2 separate regions of the Rattus norvegicus genome follow, and region 2 is linked to region 1. The links are chromatin contacts, called in public Hi-C maps. All regions are on one chromosome and are shown on one strand. Each heading gives the region's core, a stretch centred on a gene start, on an enhancer-like site or on the middle of the called end of the contact. The rest is flanking DNA. Distances are from core to core; before and after follow the strand shown.

Evidence for each region. Hi-C and Micro-C count contacts between places; a contact is called where the count stands out from the background.
Region 2: a Hi-C map of kidney shows a contact between it and region 1, with 4 times the contacts expected there. The contact joins the promoter of Zkscan3 here to the promoter of H2ac4 in region 1. A contact is called at or near these places in 3 of 12 Hi-C or Micro-C datasets (Schwann cells, kidney and liver).

Annotation. Positions count from the first base shown.
Region 1 is chr17:47,493,541-47,498,620 of GRCr8, forward strand. H2ac4 (H2A clustered histone 4) reads right to left here and starts at 2,587. Exons shown (of 1, transcript NM_001109423.2): 1 at 2,084-2,587. The coding sequence starts at 2,545. The coding sequence ends at 2,153. It overlaps H4cl3 (histone H4C like 3), which reads right to left and starts at 1,348. Exons shown (of 3, transcript XM_008771773.4): 1 at 966-1,348. The coding sequence starts at 1,294. It also overlaps the pseudogene H2bc12l-ps1.
Region 2 is chr17:47,909,811-47,914,890 of GRCr8, forward strand. It overlaps Zkscan3 (zinc finger with KRAB and SCAN domains 3), which reads left to right and starts at 3,131. Exons shown (of 6, transcript NM_001012053.2): 1 at 3,131-3,160.

The DNA of each region.
Region 1 (5,080 bases), core at 1,337-3,836:
GAAAGACACATGATCGCTAGGGACTAGAAGTTTCACTCTAGCACAGCAGCAGTTATGGTACATAGGTCACTGGGCCACAAAAAGATGAATGCTTTGATAAGAAAATGGGATGTTAGAATTGTGGACATTTAAAGATAGCCCTCACAGGCCACAGAAAGCTGGTTGTAGCACTTGGGTTGTTATGGGTTTTCTTACTGTTTCTCCACCCATTCAAACCTTTTATCTAAGTGGATTCTGAACACCAGAAGTCTATTGTTGGGACTGCATGTTACAATGTTTGCAGCAATTCTGTAAAACCTCAGATTTCCATACACCCATTTTGTAGCTCACAGCCCTCTAGAATGCCAGGGACAGAGGACCTAACCCCTTATTCTGGCCTCTCAGAGCATCAGGTATACACGTGGTGCAGTCATGCATAGAACACCCATAAGCAGGCGAGTCATTGCTGGGTAACGTGTAGGACCTAAAGGAATGTGGAGATCATGAATTTAGTTATATTAAGACCTTAAAGGTTTGCCCATGCCTGGGATTTTGGACTCCATGCACCTTAAAACGGCTGCCATGCTAATTACAAAACACAATCCGTGGATTTAGGCAAAAAAACCTAGTGCATTTGGGGGATTAGGAGCAACTTTGAGGGTAGGCACCATTCTCTAAATACTTGAGAGATTGTGAAGAGTAGGAGTAGGCCTTAGTATCCTATTGGAATTTGCTGTATTTGTAATACCATGTGACCGGTTTTCTTTAGCAAAACTAAGAAAAACTTTGGTTACAAATTGGCTTTGTACCAAGGGAAGAACTCCAATTCGTGTAAAAGTAAAATAACTCTTTTGTGTACGTATAGGTGGCTCTGAAAAGAGCCTTTGGAAAAACACGAGACAACTTATGCTCTCTCCCCTCGAATGCGGCGGGCAAGCTGGATATCCTTGGGCATGATGGTCACACGCTTGGCGTGGATGGCGCACAGGTTGGTGTCCTCAAACAGACCCACAAGGTAGGCCTCACAGGCCTCCTGCAGGGCCATGACCGCCGAGCTCTGGAAACGCAGGTCAGTCTTGAAGTCCTGAGCGATTTCACGTACCAAGCGCTGGAATGGGAGCTTGCGGATCAGCAACTCGGTCGACTTTTGGTAGCGCCTGATCTCGCGCAGAGCCACGGTGCCAGGACGGTAGCGGTGGGGCTTCTTAACGCCGCCGGTGGCTGGAGCGCTCTTGCGGGCGGCCTTGGTAGCCAGTTGCTTGCGCGGGGCCTTGCCACCGGTGGACTTGCGAGCGGTCTGCTTAGTACGAGCCATAGTATGTCTTGACCTCCCAAAGGAAAGTGAAAGGAGAAAAGAAAAAGCTTCACGGCCACATTTATACAGGCGGCTGGATTCTGATTGGTCAAAATAGCTGCAGGAACAACATAATTGGCTGGTGAGTTCTTTTGTTTTCTGAGTCTGATGAGGGTTTGTGTTTAAGCAAGTGTGCAATTTCCTCATTGAAAAGGAAATCCCGCTGAATAATCGTGGAGATCAATGTATTGTTTATTAAAAGCACTTTTCCTACATTTTTTCCTGTTTTAGATTATATGGAAAGATGTGTAGTAAGATACCTACAAGATAGGTATTGACCCCTTGGGATTTGCAGAGCGAGGTGGGGAGGTCTAGTGGAAACGTTATTAGCTGTGATGGTAACCAAATGATTTAACACCCTTAGCTGATCTTGTACTTGTCAAATGGCAATAAGGACTTGTCAATCATGCACGTAAGCAGTATTAAGGTGAGAATTGTACAGTGATTAGTTGTTTTCTAGTGTGTGCTCTTCCAAGTGTAAAAGGAACACTTCTCGAGACAATTCGTTGTGTAGTCCTGTCTTGGGATTCACCCTGCAGAGTAGAGACCTCGAACTAAAGGGTGGGTCTGCTTTTGTGTACTACTGGGCCAGAGAATTCTTCCAGGAGCCCTAGGAACTACACAAAGAATATTTAGCTTATATGTATGGGGAAAAGAAACCCTTGATACAACCGAGGTAAAATTGTTTTCAAAAATTAATGACGGGGCAAAACACAAAAATTCCTACAATTCAACATTTTTGGCAGCGTCCAATTCTTTTTGGAGAAAGTGAGTGGCTCTGAAAAGAGCCTTTGGTGATAGTGCTTTGTATAAAGGGTCTCACTTTCCCTTAGCTTTGTGGTGGCTCTCGGTCTTCTTGGGCAGCAGCACCGCCTGGATGTTGGGCAGGACACCGCCCTGTGCGATGGTCACGCGGCCCAGCAGCTTGTTGAGCTCCTCGTCGTTGCGGATGGCCAGCTGCAGGTGGCGCGGGATGATACGCGTCTTCTTGTTGTCCCTCGCCGCGTTGCCCGCCAGCTCCAAGATCTCGGCCGTCAGGTACTCCAGCACGGCCGCCAGGTACACCGGGGCGCCGGCGCCCACCCGTTCCGAGTAGTTGCCCTTGCGGAGCAGACGGTGCACACGACCCACGGGGAACTGTAGGCCGGCCCGGGAGGAGCGGGTCTTGGCCTTGGCACGAGCCTTACCACCTTGTTTACCACGTCCAGTCATTGTAGAGAGCTGGAAGGTAGAATCCACTGAAGGATACTCAGTGAGAGATGACACAGCTATGCTTTGCCATTTATACTCAACGCAGGGCGTGAAAAAGTAGCAATTTCATTGGTTACATGGAACTATTCACCTAGACCAATAACACAGTTGGTTTGACAAACCCTTGCTATGATTGGGTATTTAGTGGATGACGATTGCTAGTTCGCGCTAACCAAAGCCACAAGTTTCTTTAAAATCAGCCTGTGCAGAGACAGTACAGTTGTTCGGTTCTATTTCCTTTTGGTTGGTTGTTTTTTTTCGCCATTCCTGAACCCGCGAAGTCCTCCCCCGGCCCGAAGAGAAGGGCTCCAAGAAGGCCGTGACCAAGGCGCTGAAGAAGGACGGCTAGAAGCGCAAGCGCAGCCCCAAGGAGAGCTACTCGGTGTACGTGTACAAGGTGCTTAAGCAAGTGCACCCGGACACTGGCATCTCTTCTAAGGCCATGGGCATTTATGAACTCGTTCGTGAACGACATCTTCGAGCCATCGCGGGCGAGGCGTCGCGCCTGCCTCATTACAACAAGCGCTCGACCATCACGTCCCGGGAGGTCCAGACGGCCGTGCGCCTGCTACTACTCGGGGAGCTGGCCAAGCAGGCGGTGTCCGAGGGCACCAAGGCCGTCACCAAGTAGACCAGCTACAAGTGAGCGCGGGCGCTCACAACAAACCCAAAGGCCACCCACAAATTTCCTAAGGGATAACTGCAGCACGTGTTATTTAAGGCAGTTCTTTAGCCTTGTAGGGTAACAAAGGAAGTGAGTTTGGAGGATCTGGGTCTTTGAGCAGCAGGAAGGAAAACTGCATTTTAATTCACCTGAGTTTGGAGTTGGAGGTGAATTAAAAGCGCCGGTTAGCTCCCAATATTTGTGGGGCTTCCATGCACCACCCAGGTAGTGCAACTCCACAATCCCGACAGCCCCAAAATTCATTTTTGATTCATGATGTTAATGTTCTCCGTTACCTCATCTACTTTGTCCAGTAAGTCATGTTTTGTAGATGACCGCAGTGCCCCTGCATGAAGACTTCCAGCGTGCAATTAAAACAGGACAGGTGAGGGATATCTAAGGATTAGCCTAATTTTGCAGTGTTCTGAAATGTGCCGCTCTTTTCTGCCATCTTGTGGCAACAACAGAATCACAAACCCATGGCCTTGTTTTTTTTAAATCCAGTCTAGAAATGCTTCATTATCCTGTGACCAGTGAGTTTCAATAGTGTTAGTGTTTTTTTTTTTTCCTGGTAACGTTATAAGAGTTACATTAACTTCTCAAGAGTCACCGGACCATGACTGAAGGAGCCGAGGCAAGACAGATGAGACCTGTGAACATAGAGGGAGAGTCTAGTCAGAAAACTACACAAAATCAAATTAAGACATTATAAAATAATTGAAAATATTAGAGACATGATTTATAGTTTTCGATTTCTGTCAATAATTTCTTCTTTGACATTTTCCAGTGTTTCATCATACCCAAATGTATTATTAAAACATTAGAGTGACAGGGTTGCATAGGAAACATAACATAGGCAATAGATATTTTCTTGAAGTCATGAGCAGGTAGACATGATATGGCTTCTCCTGAGGTCTCTCTCTCAGACTTGGCAGGTGTCTGCCTTCATGTTGTGCCCTACCTATTCAGCTCTGTGTCTCTCTAGTAAGGGCTTCACTCTTAGGACCTTTCTTAATGGAAGTGGACTGAAGGCAAGTTACTAGGCAAGTGGGCAGTCACTGACCTGCAGCTCCAGCCTGTGAATTAGCTCCTTGAAGATCCTGTCTCCAAATACAATCATATCGCAGAGAAGACCTGACCATGTGCTCTCCAAGTGGGGAGAACACTGAGAACACTTTAATCTGTCACCACACTTAACACCATATTTTATTTCAACCTGCTATTATTTCACATTCTCATTTTAAAAGTCTGCATTTTGTTAAAATTATAGGAAAAACGACAACCGAAGATTTTCTAAGACAGTTTATGTCAGTTGCTCACAGGGGTCCGAGGGTTATTGGACATGTGAAACCATGTCTCATTTCTACTCATTTTCTTGAAGTCCTTCTGCATTGTATTCTTTTTTAATTTTTTGATAGTGTTTTGAGATACTTAGGCACCTAGTCCTACCACTCTAGTTTCCCCAAATTTTGAAAGAAATTAGAAATGAGTAAAGGAAAGTAGACTAACAGGAGAGAACTGAAGAGCTAAAAGTTCCTGTGCACTCTCTACTTTTCCTATGGCCATGCTACAATTTTATAGAAACCATAGAGAGAAACACAGGACAAAAGATGTTGAGTTCTTGGCAAGTTAGGTTGTCATGCTCTGAAAACTTCTGGGGTCCGGATGTTAGCCTTTCCCTTCCACATCTTGAAATTCCTGGAGAACATCTTATATTTTTAGTTATGAGCCTAGTCGTTTGATGGCCGAGCCATCTCTCTAGTCCTCCTGGAGGAAATCTTAATTCTTTAGCGTCCATTATTTTAACATTCATCTTTCAATAAAGACCAAAA
Region 2 (5,080 bases), core at 1,881-4,380, 420 kb after region 1:
AAAGCAAGAAATCTCTGAAGATGACTCCAGTCTTTCAGTAATTAAATATCAACAGTTAACAAATGGCATCTAAAGAAATTAAGAGCACTGACTGCTTTTTGAGAGGTCCTAAGTTCAATTCTTAGGACAGTGATGGTGTACTCATAAACATAAAATGAAACAAATAAATCTTTAAAAAAAAGAAAACATAAAGGAAGGAAGAATTTAAAATGTGTCTGTAGAGCAAAGGAAATAGTCAAGTAGAAAGCCTAGAATGGGAGGAAAAGATTATGATGAAGATTATAATGAAGATTAGATGGACCATATGATCCGGTTATACCACTGCTGAACATTATCCAAATGGCTCAGATAAACATAACACAGCGATAATTGAATATCAATGTTTATTACATCACTATTTAAAATAGCTGAATTCTGGAACTAAACTAGGTATCCATTCAACAGAGAAACAGGTTTGAAATGTGATAGATAGATAGATAGATAGATAGATAGATAGATAGATAGATGGGAAAGAATTTTTCAGCTATAAAGAACAAAGTTATATCATTTAGGAAAATGAATATTATTGGTGATAATCACATTAAGCAAATGAATTCACATTCAGAAAGACAGATATTGCATGCTTTCATGTAGTTCCTAATATAGGTACATAAAATCACTTGTGCTTATGACACAAAAATAGAAACCTAAAGTGGTGGGTCTCAACCTGTGGGTTATGACCTTTTTGGGAGTCAAATGATTTCTTCACTGGACTCACATATCAGATATACTGCATATCAGATATTTATATTATGATTCATAACATCAAAGTTACAGCTATGAAGTAGCAATGAGAATAATTTTGTGACTGGAGTCACCACAACATGGTGTCTCTTTGTGTGTGTGAGCCACTGTGCTTAATTGTGTTTGCTTGCATGATCATGAGTGCTTTGCGAGGATGGATCTCACTCTGTAACCCAGGACTCCATGCTTGTCTGGAACTTGGAGCCGTAACTTGAAGTGATTCTTTCTCCTCAGCGTCCCACAAGCTGGGGTTATAGGAATGAGCTAACTTCTCTGCCTCTCAACTATCTCTCCTTAATAAATAAAGCCTTATGGTTCTGTTGAGGCCTCTTTTATATTTTCTTGCTACTGTAGTGATTATCGTTTTTAGGTGATGTTCGTTATTTGTGCTTGTTATGAAATCAATGTTCGTTATTTGTGCTTGTTATCAATATCAATTTTGAAAATTTAGTAGCTTTGCTAAATTTGTTAAGTATAAGTTGAAGATTAAATTATCTTGGATTTTCTATAAAAGTCATTCAGAATGGTCCTATTTATTTATACTTAATATTTTAATTAGAAAGTGTCATTAGGAAAGGTCATCCAGAGAGTGCCCCACCTGGGGATCCATCCCATATACTGACACCAAACCCAGACAATATTGCTGATCCAAGAAGTGCATGCTGACGAGAGCCTGATATAGCTGTCTCCTGAGGCTTGGTTAGATCCTTACAAACACAGAGACTAATGCTAGCAGCCAACCATTGAACTGAGAACGGAGTCCCCAGTGGAGGAGTTAGAGAACGGACTGAAGGAGCTGAAGGGGTTTGCAACCCCATAAGATCAACAATATCAACCAACCAGACCCCCACCCCAGTGCTCCTAGGGACTAAATTACCATCCCAAGAGTACATAGGGATGGACCTATGGCTGTAGCCATACATGTAGCAGAGTATGGCCTTGATGGGCATCAGTGGGAGGAGAAGCCCTTGGTCCTGTCAAGGCTTGATGCCCCAGTGTAGGGGAATGTCAGGGTGGGGAGGTGGGAGGGAGTGGGTGGGTGGATAGGGGAGAAAAAATGAGGAAGAAAGTAGAGCACTGCTAGTTCATAGCCATTTACATTTGGAATTTGAAATATATAATTTCACTATTTTTGGACAAAAATAAATGGTTAGGCATAAAAAATGAAAAAAAAAGTGCAATTAGTAAATTTTAAAAAACATTTCCCTCACTTTTATTTCTTTTTCATTCAGTTTCTAAACAAACATTTTTTTATTCATTTCCCTAGGACTTCTTTGTGATGATACAGCAAATATAATTTTCCTTTTTCTTGACATTATAGAGATGTCAAACTATACAAGGACTCATTCTTTTGCTATCTTCCTTTAGTTGTCCTTGAAAAAAAAAATCACGTTTTGAAAGTCTCTTGGTGCTAGCGTCATCTTTCCTGGATAATGTAGCTACCACCACTGATCCGAGATGCCTCTCTTTACAACAAACAGAGACCATCACTAAAAACCCATCTGGATCGACAGCTCATGGAGGTCCCAGCCTCAAAAGATACATCTACATCATGTCTCCTGCATCTATGGCTCAGAGGACACGGAAGAAGAAGAGGCAAAAACAGATTGTAAGAACCAGAATCCAAGGAAGCCAACTGTGAACCAGTGCCTCCGAGAAGTGACTGCATAACAAGACTGAAATAATGCAATATCAATAGGCAATGTCAATATCATTAATTTGAAAGGGGATAAAATTTCACAGGGGGCCACACCAAACCAAAGAACTACTGGCAACTTCTGACTGCTGGGAAATAGAGAATTAGTCTCTTCCTGGGGTGAGCCCTCTTATTAGTTGTCCAATGCAGCTTTGAAACCTTGAAATCATATACACACAAACAACAATAAAAACAACTTAGCCAGTAGAATATATACGAATATATACATACATATATATGTGTGTGTGTGTATATATATATTGCTCGTGCACACCCACACACCTGAATATAGCAATAATAAAGAAAAAAGACTATCAGCTTGAGAGTGAGGGTAGGGGAAAAGACTGGAGGGAGGAAAAGGAGGAGGGAAAGTGATATAATTCTACTTCAGTTAAAAATTTTTCTTTTTAAAACTCTTTTTACGAAGCAACCACGAAGAGGAGGGGACAGATTGGAGGAAATAAAAGGAGGAGAGAAAGTGATGTGAGTCTACTTTTAAAAGTCTTTTTACGAAGCAACCACGAAATGGGGGTGGAGGATAGAGAGAAAGGGGGGGGGAAGGCGAATCATAGAGTGTCGCTGGTGCCTAGAGAAGCCGGAAGTGCTCTGTGCCCCGCCCCCCGGGGTCGGACTTTCGACACTTTTGTGACTGCGGGGTGCTACGAGGTGCTGCGTTCGCGGGTGGGTTCGGGTTCCCTCCTGTTACGGTCCTCCCGCGGGGGCCGGCTGCTTGCGGGTGGTGGGGATGGGACAAAACCTCTTCCTCCGCGGCCTAATGGCTCCGGGAAAATAAAATCGGTGGCTACTTGGGCCGAGCGCCGGACAGGGCCTCGGGCGCCTCGCCTCAGGCCGGTTCCGGGTGTCTGGTCAGTCTCAGGGCGTTTGGCGATGGGATTCTCGGGTCTTGTACTTAAGCTTTGAAAATGGGAGACGTCACAGTTTTGCTTTTCCTGGAGACAAGGTCAGTTCCAAGGTCTTTATTCTGGGGTACTGGAAGAGAGCCAGAACTTTGAAATCGGGTTGCCTGGTCGAATGTGGCCTCTGCTACTTGGTGACTTCTCCCAGTCCCTTAACCTTTCGGTGTTCTGCTATTTTAGGGGATAATAATATCGTCTAACTTACTGGATTGTTGTGAGGAGTAAATGGCTTCATTTGTGCAGAGGTGCTTAAAATAGTACCAGGCACGGGGTAATCTGCACAGTGTTTTAAGATAGCTGTTATTATTACTGTTGCTATTTCTAACTAGGACAGCACTTTCTCTGCGTTGATTAGCCTTGGTACTGTCTGTTGTCTTTTGAATCTTAAAGCTATTTACCAGTTCTCTTTTAATGACTGACTTCTGTATTTTAGGAGGGGAAATAAAACATTCTGGAAAAGATCCTATCCCACAGCAAAGACTTTGTTTTGTGTAGTGTCTTGTGATGCTCAGACTCACAGAATTTTAAAATCTTGGGGATGCCTTTTTTATTTTATTTTTATTTTTTTAGTGGGAGGAAGAGCTTGAGAAACAGGAGGAGCATCTAACAGTGAAGAAGGATAAGGACCCTGGTGTAAGCAGACATTGCTGTTTTGCTCGGTGCTGCGAACCTGCCAGCTTTCTGACCCTCAGCAAGAATCCTCACCAGCTTGAGAATCACATGGATGGTTGATAGATATGACTGATGATAGGTAGATCAGTGGTAGATTAGAGATCAATAGATCTGAAACCGAGTTCACACTAACATCCTTTGTTCTTTTTACAGGTGTTTAAAGCTAATATTGACCATATACAGTTGACCATTGTCATTGAGTTGATGCCCTTGGGATCTTTGAAAATCCTTTCATCTTCCTTCTTTTTCTTAAGAAATTTGGGTCTTTAACCTCCTCAGGGTGTACAGGGATCCCTGGAGCATTCTTTTGTCTATTTGTAACTTAACAAAAAACAAAAACAAAAACAAAAACCTTGTCTTTGGTTTACTTATTTGGCAAATGCTTGTGTTGGTAAACAATCTTCTGATCCTGTACCTTTGTACTCTGCCCAGTTAGTGAGACTCCAGATGGGAGGGCTGATGAAACGTGAGTGCATGAAATGATTGTTAAAAATGTATCAGTGTTCATTTTTCTCCCTACAGCTTCTCCCAACAGCACCACTCCCTTTCAGCCTCAGATCTACTCTTACCTCCCTTGGCCCCAACAAAATGCTTTGGACTGTACTCAGGAAAGAAAGAAGATAGGATTTTGTCTACTATTTAAAATTACATTAGTAAAGGTTTAAATGTAAGTCAGAGAGAAACTTCATTTCACCTGTAATAGTAGGCCCACCATTCAGCCATAAACTTTTAATCGTCTTCAGTCATGACTTACCTGCCTTTCCCCTTTTCTTCCCTTTCCTCCATCTGTCCCCATCTACCTCCCTTTTCCTTTCTTTTCCTGCTTTTCTTCCCCTTTCTTCCTTTCATTCTTTTTACAGAAAACTAGAGGCCAAGACATCAAATCCTTTCATCTGTAGGCACAGCAGTGTTATAAAGTAGGAACTTTAATTTAGACATACTATCGTGAGCCAAATTGACAGTAATTCCTTAATATTGCATTCATACTTTCCTGATTGACCCACAGGTATCT